Linked DNA regions of Mus musculus: region 1 is linked to region 2. The links are chromatin contacts, called in public HiChIP or PLAC-seq maps. All regions are on one chromosome and are shown on one strand. Each heading gives the region's core, a stretch centred on a gene start, on an enhancer-like site or on the middle of the called end of the contact. The rest is flanking DNA. Distances are from core to core; before and after follow the strand shown.

Evidence for each region. HiChIP or PLAC-seq counts read pairs in DNA pulled down with a chosen protein or histone mark.
Region 1: an H3K27ac HiChIP or PLAC-seq map of embryonic stem cells shows a contact between it and region 2, with 8 read pairs. The contact joins the promoter of Pdpr here to the enhancer-like site in region 2. A contact is called at or near these places in 7 of 39 promoter capture datasets (the C10 cell line, hematopoietic stem and progenitor cells, hippocampal neurons and 3 more), 1 of 15 datasets of contacts at CTCF or cohesin (large pre-B cells), 4 of 484 Hi-C or Micro-C datasets (the G1E-ER4 cell line, cardiomyocytes and embryonic stem cells), 8 of 115 datasets of contacts at active chromatin or transcription factors (bone marrow-derived macrophages, embryonic stem cells, extraembryonic endoderm stem cells and 1 more) and 3 of 9 other capture datasets (adipose tissue, liver and pancreatic islet).

Annotation. Positions count from the first base shown.
Region 1 is chr8:111,093,090-111,096,057 of GRCm38.p6, reverse strand. Pdpr (pyruvate dehydrogenase phosphatase regulatory subunit) reads right to left here and starts at 1,313. Exons shown (of 18, transcript NM_198308.1): 1 at 1,232-1,313.
Region 2 is chr8:110,968,547-110,971,665 of GRCm38.p6, reverse strand. It overlaps St3gal2 (ST3 beta-galactoside alpha-2,3-sialyltransferase 2), which reads right to left. Exons shown (of 7, transcript NM_009179.3): 5 at 2,433-2,478; 6 at 2,003-2,122; 7 at 1-1,564. The coding sequence ends at 1,391. Among named protein-coding and RNA genes, the nearest start is that of Gm51551, 20 kb to the left of the region's middle. Within about 2 kb of position 1,340, at least 300 of the 459 cell types and tissues checked have an H3K27ac peak or open chromatin away from gene starts, as enhancers often do. A contact at or near this core is called in adipose tissue, bone marrow-derived macrophages, embryonic stem cells and 7 more, where this site is marked.

The DNA of each region.
Region 1 (2,968 bases), core at 64-2,563, 120 kb before region 2:
GGTCAGGAAGTTTTGCATTTTCTTGAAATTCGTGAAAATTAACGGTATCTCTACTAGTAAGAGTAACTTCTAAACAGCCTTAAGACCCAGACTGATTGTGCTCGGATCCTACACCAACAAGCTCAATCCTGGAGCAGTGCTCACACCTGAAATTCCCACCACACTGGATACTGAAACAGGAGAAATGCCCAGGTTCCAGGTGAGCTGGGGCCACAGAGCAAGACTCTGTCTTTAAAAGGCAGTCACAGGGACAGTTCTAACAACTCCTGAATGCTTCCTCTGGTAACAGCATGAGCCACAGGTCACAAAGAATGAAGGCTGAATGTACATTGACGCATCTCCCACACATAACTCGGAGGAATCACCAGGGCAAGTTTACAAGCAACAGAATGACCCTCTGAACAGTTTGATCATGCAAGTTCAGGATGCTGTAATTTTCAACAAATGCACCGTTGGCTGAGAGAATTTAAGAAAAATTATACACGTCCCTGACGCCAAAAAGAGGACCCTTGGGCCGGACGTGGTGGCGCACGCCTTTAATCCCAGCACTTGGGAGGCAGAGGCAGGTGGATTTCTGAGTTCGAGGCCAGCTTGGTCTACACAGTGAGTTCCAGGACAGCCAGGGCTATACAGAGAAACCCTGTCTCGAAAAACCAAAAAAAAAAAAAAAAAAAAAAAAAAGAGGATCCTTAAAGGACGTCTTTATAACTAGACCCTCTACCACATCATCATCCCTACAAATCAAGATTGCATAAATGTTCGAAGTAGGCTTGGAGACCGTGGACTCGCACCTCGGGATCACACACAACTGTCACCCCAAGTCACCCACTGGAAACCCCACGGCCCTGACTAGGTCTCTGACAGGAGTCGGTGAAGCACAGCCGAGCCGCACATTACAAGGTGGGAAACCATTCCACCTGCAGAGACGCGGGGCCACCTCTGGCCGTGACAGCAGTGCGCGCGCGCCCGCCCGAGCCGCAGCCCGCCCCGAGGCCCGGTCCGCCGCCCTGGGAGAGCCGGCGCGCAGTCCCGGGACGGCGGGCGCGGCTCCCCGAGGCCCGCGCAGCTCCACTGGCTCAATCCCGGCGCCCGACCGGTGGCACCGCCTCAGAGACCCGGAGGGACGGCCGGGAGCCGGAGCCCAAAGCTCGGACGCCAGGGGCGTGCGGGGCGCAAGAGTTCGCGGGACCAGAAGGCCGCCCGGACCCGCGGGTCCTAGCCGGCTTCCTACCTCACGGGCCCGCGACTCGCGGGCAGCGCGCTCAGCAACGCCCGGCGGAAGTGAAGGGCAGCCCAGCCGCTGAAGAGGGTCTGCGCCGGCCGGAAAGGGGGCCAGGGCATGGGGACGGGGCGGGACGCGGAGCGCAGAGTTCCGGGACCGCGGGGGGCCTGCGACCTTCCGCGCTTTACGGCCCGCGGCAAGGGTAAGGCGGGCGCGCGCGCCGACGCGCCGTGACGTCACCGCGGCGGACCGGCCCGCACGTGCGCTTGTTTGGGTCTCGCCAGGCCCCGCCCCTCCCGCGCCACCTCCGCCTCCGCCTCCGCCTCCGCCTGGTTGACGACGAGTGTGCGGGGACCTGCCAACGTCCTCCGTCCCCGCTCCGGGTCTCCCGCCGGCCTCGGTGTGTGGGCAGTTCGGGTGATCGTCTGCCGCCAGGCCTGAGCTCCGATCCTGCGCGAGGGGTCCGCAGCCCAGAACCACATCTCTCTGCCCGTGGTCACCGTTGTCCGTCCCTGCACGTCGCTTAAGGCCTTTCAGTGCTTGGCTTGGGCAGAAGTTGTACTGTGGGCCTGGCCGCACCTTGGAGGCCGAATCAGCTGACCTTATTTCCCATCTTACTCCTTGCGGCTGCCCAGAGGGAAAGCATTGTTCACTGGAGCCTCAGAAACATCTTCTGCCTTCCATCCCCCCACCCCCGCCCCCAACTCTCAGCCACATCCCCTAGTTTCTTTCACAGCACTCGTTACTAGATTAAATATATGTGTCTCTACACTGGTGTAGACGTGGCCCTCAGATATCTTGAGGACCTAACCTTACTCAGGTGCAGCTTCTCAACACCTTCACCCCGCGCCTGGCGCACACCATCCAATCATCCTTCGCACAAGCAGCAAGCGAAATGGTGTGCTTTAGTTTAGCCTATCTTGTCTTATGAGCTAGTCTTGAACATTATTGCTAGGCTGTGTACCTTGGTGCTGTCTTGAGCGCTCTGACTAGGAACAAGAAGGCTTCAAGAATCTCCTTTTCATGATGTCATTCATTCCCCAGCTTGCTTAGTTTATACCCAACTCACTAGCCATGAATTTCTCCAAGACTGCCCAGATGAGAACTGACAGTAAGACTCAACTCTACCCGGTTCCTTTTTTTTTTTTTTTTTTTTAGTTTATTTGTTTTATTTAAGTTTATTTGTAGCTGGGCAGTGGTGGCACACGCCATTAAACCCAGCACTTGAAAGGCAAAGGAAGATGGATTTCTGAGTTCGAGGCCAGCCTATTCTACAGAGTGAGTTCCAGGACAGCCAGGGCCACACAGAGAAACCCTGTCTCAAAAAAACAAAACAAAAACAACCAAAAAAAAGTCTATTTGTTTTATTTATTTATTTATTTATTTATGTGTATGTTTTTATAGGCAAAGTCTCAGTCTAGGCTGGATTCAAATAGGTACAGAGGATGACTTAGCTCCTGGTCCTCCTGCCTCCACCTCCCAAGTGGCTTGCTTCACCACACATTCAGTTGCCCTTGTTCTCCTGAAACATTAAGCTCAAGACATTTGGAAGCCCCTAGTAGATGAATCCTTTCACATTTTTGGTTAAGTTTTTAATGATACCTATCCCCAAAAAATGAAAATGAAAAGACACTGACCAATCAAAAATATTTGGGGATAGGTTTTTTTAATTTGTCAGGGAACCAAAGGTTTTTGGGTTTGTTTTTTGTTGTTTGTTTGTTGTTTTTCCTGAGCCATCTGCCTACT
Region 2 (3,119 bases), core at 91-2,590:
GCAGCTTGAGAGCAGAGATGAGACAGGCAAAAACTGGAACGGTGACTATGTGCGATGGTTCGAGCCCTGAGAGGTTCTGCTATACGCCCCTCCCTTTTTTTTTTTCCTCCACCCGTGCTTTTGAAACTGGGAAGGAACAGACTCGAGCAAAGTTCTCCATGTATTAGTTTTTAGGGTTGTTGCCTCATCCCAAACCTCTTAACACTCTCCCTTATGTGTGACTGTCCCCCAACCAGGCTGCTTGGTAATGTGAACTCATTAAGAATGGGAAATATTTATGTGGACGCTGCAGCAGGGACGTGTTTTCTGCGGCCTGAGACATTCACTGAAGCCCTTTCTCCCAGTGAACCTCAACTGTGACCAAGTCATGCAAGTAGCTTCCAGTTGTAACCCCTGATTCTTGACTGAGCGGCCCTTCTGGAGCTGGAGAGTAGGTTAGAACAGGCGAGTAAGCAGGGTAAAGGTGCGGACAGGAGGAGGCATGCAGGGCAGCCACCAATCCGCTCCTCCCCAGCAAAGCTCCGAGCCATCTGCGCGAGGCCCCGCAAACAATTGTCAAGCAATCTTGGTTGGATCGCCATCCCTGGCAGCTTGAGGGTAACTAAAGCATGAGTCCAAAGCAAATCCTACCCCCAAGCAAGAGGCTGCCTGCTCCTCTTTGGGGTGACAATGAAAGAAAACGGTACATGCTCAGGGATCTCCTTTCCAGCCAACTGTCCAACCGTGTTGCTCTCTCGCGCCTTAGGGCTAAAGACACGGGTCACGTGTGGGAGAGCAAAAGCAGCCGAGTCAGGGTGGTCTCACTTTGTCTCCGAATCAACAGGTGAGCTGGAGAGGAGGCCCAGGACCTAAGGACAGACGCTGAGAAGGTGGTAGGAGACAGGAGTGAGGGCACATGTGAGAGAAGCACCTTGCATGTGACCCGGTGAAGCTTCCTACCCGTTCCTGACACTAGTGAGGCCCTAGGGAGATCAACCCAACAGGGGGTGAATTCAACCCCCTACTACCTGGTGCGCCACGGAAAGCCCTGGAGAGTGTCTCACCGGAACCACATTTCTTTGGATGGCTTCACTCACCCACCCGGCCTAAGCTGGAAATGAGCAGTTCAAGGCGCTCCTGCCCAGCCCCAGACCCGCCTCTTAAAAAGCATCAAAATTCTTATCCAAAGCAGGTTTAGGGGAGGGGGTCGAGGCCCGCCGCCTCCCAAGGCCATGATTGGTGGAGACGGCGGCGCCGGAAATTCTCCTTGAGTTGCGTGATTGGCTAAGAAAGAAGCTCCTCCCAACTGCAGCACTGATTGGTTGCTGGGGACGGCGCAGTCTGATTGGTGGGCTGCAACCGGCGCTTGCCGGACCCAGAAGTGACTGGTTCTGAAGGCGCTCAGGGCCGCTCAGTTCCCTCGGTAGACCTCGATCTTGCTGGCCTTGGCCAGCATGTCGATGATGTGGGCTTCGAAGTCGGCGTCATGCACGCCTGTCTTCCGGAACTCGCCCGCGTACCGGTTGTTCTCCCAGTAGTGGTGCCAGTTGCCTCGACTGTCGGCCCCGAACCCATACACGTTCACCTGTGAGGAGGGTGGCACAGGGGTCACTGGGAGTCGGGGGCGTGGTTGGGGACACCCAGGCCTGACATAAGGGCACTGACTCAGAGGGGACTTCTGTCTCTTTCTCATTTGTGTTTCGCTTTTTCACGACTGGGTCTTATGTAGCCCAGGTTGGCCTCAAACGCTGCTCCTGTCTCAAACTCTCCGTATCTGATTACAGGTGCCACCATGACCCTGCTAAAAATGTGCCTTTTAAATGAAGTAGTTTTGTTAGTAAATCTTAAAAGGTAATGACGATGGGAAATGCAAAAATATTGTTTATAGGAATAACAGATATGAAAAAACATGGTTTCTGTTTACAAAAACTACTTCCCGGGAACCACAGCTAAGATGGGGAAAGGGCTGTTTCCTCTGTTTATGGTTCTCCTAATTCTGCTCTAGACAACACCGACTGCCTACCTCATCACACACATGTAGTGCAAAGAAGAGCACCAGCATTCCTGTGGAAGGGTAGCGCCCGTGGTGCTCGGTCCACCTGTCGTGAATGTACTTGAAGAAGGCTGGGTTGTAAATCTGGACCTGCAAGGAGAGAAAGGTACATGAAGGGCTTGGAGGTCTGGAGATTTGGGCCAGGCTCTGAACAGCTTCTAGCAGTTCCTCGGGAATGCAGCACATGGGTATTCCTAGGTTCTTGTGTTCATTGTAGGGGTCAGGCATACCAGCAGATGCAGATCCCACACCTGCCCCCTCCCCCTGCACCCCCAGGACAGGATTTCTCTTGGGTAGCTCTGGCCATCCTAAAACTCACTCACTCTCTTGGCATCGCTTGAATAAGCCAGCATAATTTCCATGGTGGTGAGAGTCAAAAGACAGGGGGTAGAGAACTTACCTTCTCTTTGTCCACTCGAAGGAAGGACTTCACTGGGGCATAGGTGCTGCAAGAAAACAGGAAAAAAAACCTTTCAGATGGCAACACATTTGCTCCTGATGACCAAATAGTGACACCCTCACAATTTCTAGACTGACCTATTCCCGTTGCATGTTCGCCACTGCAGGGCCATGATAAAAACCTTCAGTGGCTTTCGGGATAAAATTGGGATCCTCTAGTCAAGCCTAGGAACTTGCAGTTTCACCCTTTCTCCCCTAAGCTCTCTGTTGGGAAACTCAGCATTTGGAATAGCTGATCTCAAACTCGCCGTGTGTGTGTGTGTGTGTGTGTGTGTGTGTGTGTGTGTGTGTGTGCCTACTTTTTATGTCAACCTGACGCAAGCTAGCGGCATCTGAGAGGGGAGAACCTCAATTAAGAAGATGCCTCCATAAGATCTAGCTGTGAGGCATTTTCTTAATTAGTGACTGATAGGAGGGTCCAGTCCATTGTAGGTGGAGCCACCCCTAGGCCGGTGGCTCTGGCTTCTATAAGAAAGTAGACTGAGCAAGGCATAAGGAGTAAGCCATTGCTAAACCACTTTTGGCCTTCTTACTACTTTAAAAAAAATTTTTTTTTACTTTAATCCCAGCACTTGGGAGGCAGAGGCAGGTGGATCTCTGAGTTCAAGGCCAGCCTGGTCTACAAAGT